2 separate regions of the Mus musculus genome follow, and region 2 is linked to region 1. The links are chromatin contacts, called in public Hi-C maps. All regions are on one chromosome and are shown on one strand. The core of a region is the stretch at or near the end of the contact, and the rest is flanking DNA. Distances in the headings are between cores, read along the strand shown. Region 1 overlaps Gm46016 (a long non-coding RNA gene). Region 2 has its middle 160 kb from the start of Gm46016.

The links. A called contact is a pair of places that touch in the nucleus more often than the background predicts.
Region 2: a Hi-C map of myocytes shows a contact between it and region 1, with 2.3 times the contacts expected there. The contact joins two enhancer-like sites. A contact is called at or near these places in 2 of 484 Hi-C or Micro-C datasets (myocytes and nephron progenitors) and 2 of 115 datasets of contacts at active chromatin or transcription factors (embryonic stem cells and neural progenitor cells).

What each region holds. Positions count from the first base shown.
Region 1 is chr7:36,175,310-36,180,389 of GRCm38.p6, reverse strand. All of the region lies in intron 1 of Gm46016 (a long non-coding RNA gene), which reads right to left. Among named protein-coding and RNA genes, the nearest start is that of Gm46016, 6.5 kb to the right of the region's middle. Within about 2 kb of position 2,304, at least 6 of the 459 cell types and tissues checked have an H3K27ac peak or open chromatin away from gene starts, as enhancers often do. A contact at or near this core is called in myocytes, where this site is marked.
Region 2 is chr7:36,325,143-36,329,808 of GRCm38.p6, reverse strand. No RefSeq gene overlaps it. Among named protein-coding and RNA genes, the nearest start is that of Gm46016, 160 kb to the right of the region's middle. Within about 2 kb of position 1,393, at least 7 of the 459 cell types and tissues checked have an H3K27ac peak or open chromatin away from gene starts, as enhancers often do. A contact at or near this core is called in myocytes, where this site is marked.

The sequences.
Region 1 (5,080 bases), core at 1,055-3,554:
AGCTATGTTCAGCTTTTTATGACTGCATGCCTTTGGGTCTGGTTCTATCTCACTGAAAGATACAGGGAAGATACTATTTCATGTCTGTGAGTGGGGATGAGGTTGTATGACTTTTGCCAGCCAATGAGCTCTGAGCAGCAGTGTTTTTTCTGACTTCTGGGTTCCATCACTTGGCTGCCCATTGGAGATGCCATGCTGTTCACTCAATGGTCCCAGAGTGAGGACACCTGGAGCAGAACCTGGCTGACGCCTGACAGGCACAGAGCATTCGAAAGAAAGGCTGTGGATTGTCACCAGCCATTAAGAACTGGGGGCTGGTGAGATCCCTACCCACGGACCCAGGGATCAGATTCGGTGCTGGCAAGAGGGAAATATAACAGGAATAACATAAATAATACATGCGTCCATCTCATCTTAAAATCATTAAACCTCTCTGAGCTGCAAATCCACCCTACAGAAGTACATCTCCCAAACTAAAGCCAGAATACAATTGGTGAAAATCTTCAGAGTCAAAGTCTGAACTAAGGGTCAAAAGCATGTGTCAAAATGATATTGGCTCGCATTCCGGTGTTGTTACAGGTCAGCAGTGTGCCCAGGGTGATTTGTTTCAGTCTCTAACTCTTATCTCCTGTATCTGCAAGGAAGGGGTGCACAGCCACTGATCTGTGCCCCCATTTCACCACCGAGCTGCTAGGAGAGTACATTCAATGCTGCATTACAAACTCCAGTAAGAGGCAATTACCCCCTCCATGCCTCTGCTCTCCCCTCCCCTTCTTCCCTGCCCTCCTTTTCTTTCTTCTCCCCTTTCCTACCCCTCCTCCCCTCCCTCCTCCTCTTCAGTCTTCCCCTCTCTTCCCTCTCCCCTTCCTCTCCAGTCTTCCCCTCCCCTCTCTCCCCTCCCCTCCCCTCCCCTCCTCTCCCCTCCTCTCGTCTCCTCTCCTCTCCTCTCTCCTTTTCTCTCCTCTCCTCTCCTCTCCTCTCCTCTCCTCTCCTCTCCTCTCCTCTCTCCTTTTCTCTCCTCTTCTCTCCTCTCTTCTCCTCTCCTCACAATGTCAATTCCTCAGTCACATTTTTTCCACTCCAAAAAGCATGGCTACAGCCCAATGAGCAACCAAGGGGGTGGGGGTTCATATAGAGCAACAAACCCCACCATATAAAAAACGAATACATGAAAATATCTGTTTTAAAAGCACAAGGCAAATTTGATTGCCAGTCTTGTCATAATTATGGAAGAAAGCACAATAAATAGACACGAGGTGGTAACGTGTGCTCTCTTGAAAGGGGAATTCTTGGTGATTTTCTTCTGCTTTTGCATTTTTAAATCGTCCTGAAATGGAGCAAATGTGAGGGTCTAAAAGGTCTTCACTAGTTTGAAATCCCAACAAACTCCAGCTCCCTCCCCCATAGCTAGCCCTGGGACACTGGGTAAGTCACTCAGAGTTGGGTTTCTTACCTGCTGAGTGAAAATCCTATGTTTAGCTCATGGTACCATTTTGATATAATCAATCATATTACAACTATTACAATGTCATAGACAGCCAGTGCACATTAGCTCCTTCCATTAAAGTTTTACCACATCTGTCTTCTACGCTGGGAAAAATACTTTTTCATTATTCTATTTTATATTACACATACGAGTATTTTGCCTGCATCTATGCCTGTGTAGCACACACATGTAATGCCCACAAAAGCTAGAAGAGGGCGTTTGGATCCCCAAAATTACAGGCGACCCTGAAGCTGTGTGTGGGTTCTGAGAATCCAACCCAGGTTCTCTGCAAGAGCAGCCACTGCTCTTCACTTCTGAACCATCTCTCTAGCCATGGAGACAAAGAACATTTTTAAAATCTAACATAAAGCTTTTGACGGCAGAAGGGTTGTGTCATGTATTGAGCCCTTGACTAAGGAAGTTCACGGTCCCAGGTCAGATCCAAGCAGATCAGAGCCACAGTCCACATAGAAAGCAGTCACACCTGAACCAGAGCAAAGAGCTGACCCAAATCACTCCAAGACAGGCCCTTGGTGTAGGCTGCTAGCTTCCCCAAGGTCAGGGCCAGCACACTGGGGGGAGTGCAAGGGCCCCCCCTCCTGGCTGCTGCCCCTGCAGCAGCTGGCTTGCCCATGTGATGGATGGGAATTACAGCAGTTTTCAAGAGACCAACAGAAGGCGGGCTGTGTCCTGATAAGCTGTAACAACAGTTGTAAAGTTCTAAGGAGACCGGAGGGTCCCCACAACCACACACTTCCCGCGGCTGTGGCTGCGTAATTATAGCATTGACAGCTGGGCAGCCCAGGGACATGACTGGAATAGACTAAGCCGTGGGCATATGGTACTGCTGATGGCAGGGCCAGTCTCCCACCCCTGCTGGCCAGGTTCAGCTGCATCTTCAAGGCCTGGCTGTCAGGAGACCATTAAAGGCACTGACACTGTACAGGGGGCGTGGGCCCAAGGGAGGACTAGGATATAGTTTCCAAAGCCTCTGAGGTATCCAGTGCCAGCACACAGTAGGCATTTTGCAATTACCAGTAGAGTCTGACATGGCAGTGACACATTCCTGAACACTTAGTTGTTCAGTCTGCTCGGACTGCTGAGTCTATGAGTTGAAGCCCAGGCTTTTGAGCACACAGAACACTCTCTGGTCACTGTTGGGGTCCGTGAATCACTGAAGAATGATACCCCAGACTCAAATAGTATGTAAAAGCAAAGAATATTTATTTCCTGCATTCAGAGGCCCAATTCCATCAGGAAGGAAGGACCACAACTGAATTCACAGATTCAGTTTTAAAGCCAGTAAGAGGAACCTTAGGGAAGGATAGGTGATCTATATCTTGATTGGTGGGTTCTATCTCTGGGGGTACTGGGTGATGCTATGATTGGTTAGTCTTGCTTCAAGCATCTTTGACTATTTTTGCTTTATTCAAGGGAGGTTAGCTCTTGGCCTAACTCTTGACTATGAGCTTGGCTAACTGTCCAAGCTGGGGAGGGGTAAATAAGCCTGCAGTTGTTCCAGTAACTGACTTGCCCAGTTCCAGGAAGTAGAAACTCATGCCTGGTCTCCTGAACTACTGGTTTGCAGCCTGTCATGGAGTCAGCCTGGCTCAGGCCAATTCACTCCTTTCAGTCATGACCCCTCTGAGTTGGTTCACTGGGTTCTCAGGCCATGGAATCACCTGCAGCCAGGCAGAAGAAACTCATCACCTTTCTACCTCCCTGCCTCCTACAAGACCTCCCCTTGGTTGCAGGCCATGTGTTTGTCCCCTTGTGAAAGAGGAGCCTTGCCTTCCTCACTGGACGTAGCCATTCATTCAACCACTGGCTCAATAAATTGAGTATCTATGATAGGCCAAGTGTTACTTAAAGTACTGGAGAGGAACAACTTCAGGATCTATTCGAGCCTTCAGTTTCCAAAAGTTCAGCCCATGATCAGTCCACTTGAGAGAGGAGTAAGGAGAGGGACAGAGGGAGAGAAAGAGACAGGGAGACAAAGAGATAGAATATGCTAGAAGGAGCCCTTCAAAGACATGCCCCTGAGTGGCCCACAGTTCATAGTGGTCCATACAGAGTCCATGCCCTGAACACATAAGTCTTCAGAGGGACACTGAGCCATCATGTGTCCCTCTGAAGACTTATGCTAGATACTGACCTAGACAGACCCAGCATCGGAGGACTCCAACTGGAACAAGAGAAAGGGGCTACTAAATGAGAAACTTCAGAACCAGACCCTGGATTTAAACGACTCTAAAGTGCTAAAATATGTGTGTGGTAAGGAGACCCAGGTGAGTCTTAAGAAATTAAGGAAGGCCTGGGGTGATGGCTCAGTGGGTAAGAACACTGACTACTCTGCTCTTCAAGAGGACCCAGGTTCAATTCCCAGCACCCACATGGTGGTTTGCAACCATCTGTAATCTCTAGTTCCAGAGGATCTGACTTTCTCTTCTGGCCTCCTCAGGCACTAGGCACACACATGGTGCAGACAAAAGAATCATATACATAATATAAAAGTAAGTATTAAAGAAATTTCCAGAAAGAAAATAAGGTACTGAGCTAATGAGAATTAGGTGGAGTATAGCTCTGTCATAATGTGTACTCAGCAAGTGACAGACTCAGCATGCATGCATGTGCACACACATATATGTATGCACACACAGGACTCACTGAGCATCATCAGCGTGGAGGGTGAACTGGTGGAAAAGGACAACTCTCAGAGGGACAAGCCTTGCTGAGTCACAAAGGACTCTTCATCTTAGGGGCACAGAAAGTCACTGAAGTGTAAAGCTCCCAGATGACATGGGCAAGCCCGAGTTTTAGAAGGACCATTCTGGTTTCCTTCGGAGAGAAGAGACTGGTACAAAGGAGGACCAGTTCGGCTCAGGGGTCATCTTACCAGAGACCAGGAGCCCTGGCTATTATCTATTTGTTAACTAAGCTAACAGGGAGGGAGGGAGGGAGGAGAAGAGGCAAGGCCAAAGCTTTAGGTCCTCCCATCCCCAACTATTTAACGTGCACGGGGTTGATTCTGAAGTTTTGGAAGGAGACCCACTTCCTCACATACCCCCAAAGCATTTTCACTACCCACCTAAATAGCACACCCACCTGCAGAAAGGGATATATGTGGCTCCAAGCCTCCCATCCAGAAGTTGGTCACTTTGGTGGCAGGGAAGGGAACATGGACTTCTAGCCACAGTATAAACCCCAATAGGCCAGAGGGCCAGAGATGCCAATCTGTGGGTTCTGTCCGTGTTCTCTTCTAAGGGTCCAGGGGCCTGCAGCTCAAGTGCCATATGTATACAGTTCAACACCAGCTCTGCTATTGACATGATGTCAATGGAGAGGGATGCATCAGGCTGCTCCACCACCGTGCGGATCATGTGTCCCACATTGATTAAGCTTCCTGGTCCTCCTCAGCAGCTGCTCTACTCCCACCACTCAGCCTGGTGAGCTGTTCTCCATCATGGGCTGCTAATTAAGGATTGTCGGGGTGGGGAGCTTCACAGGCAAGTCCTGAATCCTTGTCCCAGATCTCAAAAACAAATTCCCAGGACTTTGCCTCTAAAAACAAAGGAGAGGAATGTTTTCAGGGAT
Region 2 (4,666 bases), core at 144-2,643, 150 kb before region 1:
CTCCCACGTATTGTGTTCCAGCATGCCACCGCCACAGTGGTCAGCAGCCTCGTTTATAATACCCCCACAATAACCAAAAGTTAACCCAGAAGGTTTGACGTAAGCCAAATGGGACAGAAAGGGACTGGTTGGGTCGTCCTAGACTAAGTAACCCACCTGACCGTCGAACAGAAACGACACCAGGGCATGCCTGATTCCTAAAGAAAAGTCACGTTATAGTCTAACCAATTTATAAACATGAAATATGCATGTTTAATTTGCACTTAAAAGTTTAATTGAATGTAGACGACTCTACTTGCTTTCTTCTTTGCTAACCCTGGCTAACCCATGAATGATTAAAGAGAAACCTGAGGACTCCTGTTTCCCCGTTATTTTTCTCTTCCCAAACACCATCTCCACAGCTTCCCAAGTCCGCTTCCCATTGAATTCTGAGCAATGACTGGCTACTTTAGCAATTAAAATCCAGGGGCAAAGACACAGCAGCTTCGTTGGGCTGAGAGACTCCGCCATTCATCATCTCAGCTGCCATAAAATAGCACTAGATGGAATCTTTGATTTTAGCTTTAGAAGAACATAAATCAAAATCTAAAGCGAGACTGTCAGAGGCATCACCGGGATTATCCATTGGAGAGGGCCTGCAGTCCAGGGCACTCGCCTCTATTGTTCCCAATGAACTCACCTCCTGATGCATGGAGAAAAGTCCTAGCCAAGCACTTGCCGTTTGTATAAGTACTTTATCCTAAGTGACCCATAAAAAGACTCTCAAATATGAGGTTTGTAACTACAGTCATGGTAATTGTATGCTTGGTATATCTGAATACAAAATCAATGGGCTGGCCCAATAAGGAGGCACCCTCCTCGGTCCAGTCTCTTGCCCTCGTTGCCTGGTCAGCTCTCTTGCTATGTGCTATCTGAGTCCCAGAAAGGGGCTAGAGTGCAGAGGGGATTTGGGTAGATGCACCTGTCATGCCTCCTCTCTAGTGAGATGCTGGGGACGCTGAGGATGGTGACCGTGATGGAGGAGATGCAACCAGAAGAACTCCATCTTTAAGAGGAAGAAGTGGGCTTTGCATTTATCAACGCCCAAAGACATCACTCACACTCAATTAATAGGACAAAGGAACGTTAACACATCCTGAGCTACTGAACAAGTCAGAGAAGAGAGGAGCCCAAGATGGCCTGGATGTGGTGCTAAAAAAAAAAAAAAAAAAAAAAAAAGTCTGCTAAATTCTCACACTAGGAGAAGAGCAGAGAGACTGTCCCAGCACCCAGCCTTCCAAATCTATCTTGCAGCTCTGAAGGAAAGACGACAGTGGCCTCTAGATCCAGAATGTGCCATCCCAGCCAATGGTTGGTCAGAATGAAAAGATTTGATGCTTATGACTCATAAGGAAATAGGCCAGCATTTTTTTCCCTCTGTTGCTTCTGAGGCTTTTAGGCCAATGGCCCAGAATAGCATCTAGCAATAATGTGTCCAGGAGCAGAGGAGACTCATTATAACCCCTAGCTGAAAGCATTCCATCAGAAGGGCACCCTTTTCTCAACGTCACAAGCCCAAGCTCTCTAGACTCTGCTAGCTGGCCCAGTGGTGCTCTTCCCCTCTGGTCACCCCAGCCACCCCTTGTCTTTCACTGTGCCTGTGACATTCATGGTTCCAAGGCAGCTGGGGTGCTAGTTTGTCTTCAGTGAGCTGTGGAGTCAGTTTTCAAGCAAACAGCTGGTACAACGGATGGCGCTACCCAGAAGATAAACAGCGTGCCGGGCTCCACAGGCATCTTGACTGCTAATTTGAAGTGAAAGAAAGACGTGCCATGGTAAGCCAGAATCTCCCATGGAATGTGAATCCCACAGCTACCTTCCTCCAGCCATGTATTACATCAATACAGAGTGATGGTCTGGACAAGAGCTGCCATTGAGGGCAGACACCAGTTTTTGTTCAAATATACTCCATCTCCCCAAATGCGAGCCAGGTATCAGCTGCATGGCATGGCTTCTAGACCCACTTCACAGCTCATATACTCAGGAAAGCTTCACCAAAATGTCACACACGACGTGGTCCCCAGAAGTCCTGATCTTGGGGTGGTCCATGAATGTGGGAATGCTTACTTACAAATCTCTTACTGTTCTGATGAGAACACCGAGATCTCTGTTCTAGATCTGCAACTCGACAACATTTTGACTCTGGAATTTGTAATGACGGCAGTCAGTCATGGACCCAAAAGCTACATTGGCATACTTTCTGAATAAAGGTAGCTCTCACACTTCCCCAAACATACTTCTTTCTGCACCCAATGGAGGCTATTTCTAAGATCCACAACTGGCCAACAGCCAGAGGATAGCTGACCATGGAGTGTCCAGCCCAATGTGGGGGGGTCTCTGTAAAATAACCTCCATACTTAAAGCTGTGAGAACATCTCAGAATGGGGCACAGGGGACAATGGAGGGAGAGAGAGAGAGAGAGAGAGAGAGAGAGAGAGAGAGAGAGAGAGAGAGTTCTAAACATGGGAAGAGATGCTGCACACATGAGATCTCAATAATATGGTTGCCTGTAGAAGACCATACCAGTCAAGCTGTCAACGTGAATTGGGGTGGGGGTGAGTTTATAAGGCCCCATCCCTAGATAAAGAACTACAGACAGTCAATGGTTGCTGAGAGTGGGAGAATTCATTTATTCAAGGGCCAGTGACCTCACAGGGTTCACAAGCCTAAGCGACCATTCCTAACACACTTATGTATGAGCAACATGATTGGGCTCAATAGATTATACTTGTGTGTGTGCATATGCATTTTTATGTGTCTATATGTGTGTGTGTGTGTGTGTGTACGTGTGTGTGTGTGTGTGTGTGTAAACACTAATTGGACTCAGTAGATTACACACACACATGTCTTTGTGCACACGTGTGTGTGTACATATGTGTGTGTACATGTGTACATGTGTGTGTGTGTACATGTTTGTGTGTGTGTGTGTGTAAACATGAATTGGACTCAGTAGACTGTATAAATATATACAGTGACAATTCTAGAAGAAGCCTTGAATACTAGAAGGGGATATGGGAATACAGAAGGACCATAAGAAACTGGAGCAAGCAATTAGAGGGGTGGAAGTGATGTAAACACATTGTACTCACGTGGAATTCTCCAAAACGTAGAATTAAATTTTAAAATGAAGGCTCATCATTGAGGCTCAAAATTGCATTTCCTGAGCAGGGAAGCAGAGCTGCGGGAGATGCTGGCCTATTCACCTAAGGTGTATTCATCTGTAGGAAGAAGCCCACTGCCTGCTCCCACGTCTAGAGCATCTTCAGGGCACAAACTGGATGTCCAAAACGTGGTGGTGCATGCCTTTAATCACAGCGCTTGGGAGGCAGAGGCAGGCAGATATCTGAGTTTGAGGCCAGCCTGGTCTATAGAGTGAGTTCCGGGACAGCCAGGGCTACACAGAGAAACCCTGTCTCAAAAAAACAAAAACAAAAACTAAAGGTCAGTGGCAAGAATGAAGCATTGCTCCTTTTTGTGAACCTCTAGCTCAATACACGCCCGTCACATCTCTGATCTGTTTCACCTCCAGCGCTTCACCACGTGTGGCATCTTTCAAGACAGTCCAAGTCAAGGAAGGAACATGTGTATTGACAGCCTTCGCTGGCCACTCTGGATGCTCTCCTTTGATGCTACATCCAAACTCAACAGCAGGTGGCTTCAAGTCAGTCGCAGTGCGGACTCTGAAAGTTGATGAACACTCGTAGTGTGGAGTATTAAAAAGCAGCCCTCTGGCTTAGCATTTGAAAGAATACTCAGCCCTTGCACAGTTCTGTGACATCTAAAATTCATTTCTTGAAAAATATGTCTTGTGAGATGCTCAGATCTTCCAGAGTTGACATAATTTGTTATTATACAGTCCCCCAAAGATCATATTCATTGGTATCTCTAAGTGTTGGGAAGCCATCAAGCACACGGTCGCTCATACAAGGTTTTTTTTTTCTTTTTATTCAAAATTCTTGAATTTTATCATTGGCAACAAACATTGTCAGTTATTTTCTTGGAAGTGACAGAATTAATTTGTTCATTTTCCAGATCACGTCTGCCAAGCAGTCAAGTTTGAGCACCCGTAGTTTGTCAGCTGTTCTTTAATTTAAAAATGGTGCTCTTCTTTGGAAGAAGCAAAGCCCCAGCTTGAAAGCTCAAAGGTCACTCAGGTATCTCTGACTGATCCAAACTGAAGACATCTCTACCTAACCTTTACTATATTAGAGTGTTCAAAAGGTCCAGCCTTGAAGATGGAGATTTAGCTTAGTTTTTATTATGATGATGTATATGTGTATGTATATGATGTATATGTATATGTATGTATTGTATATGTATGTATATATGTATATGTATGTATGGTGTGTGGGTGCAGTTCCAATAGGGACCAGAAGAGGGTGGAATATCCCATGAAGCTAGAGTTGCAGACAGCCATGACCCACCAAAGTGGGTGCTGGGAACAGAACTTGGATCCTCTGCAAGAACAGTACGGGATCTTCAGCACTGAGCTCTCTCCCCAGCCCCTCAAAGGTTGAGATTTAGGAAAAGGAAAGACTCTCCTGCTTTCCTTCTGTGACGTCATAGAACAAGCAAGCTCATTCTGTGACAGTCAGTCACACTTCTCGTTCCTGGGACCTGGCAAAAA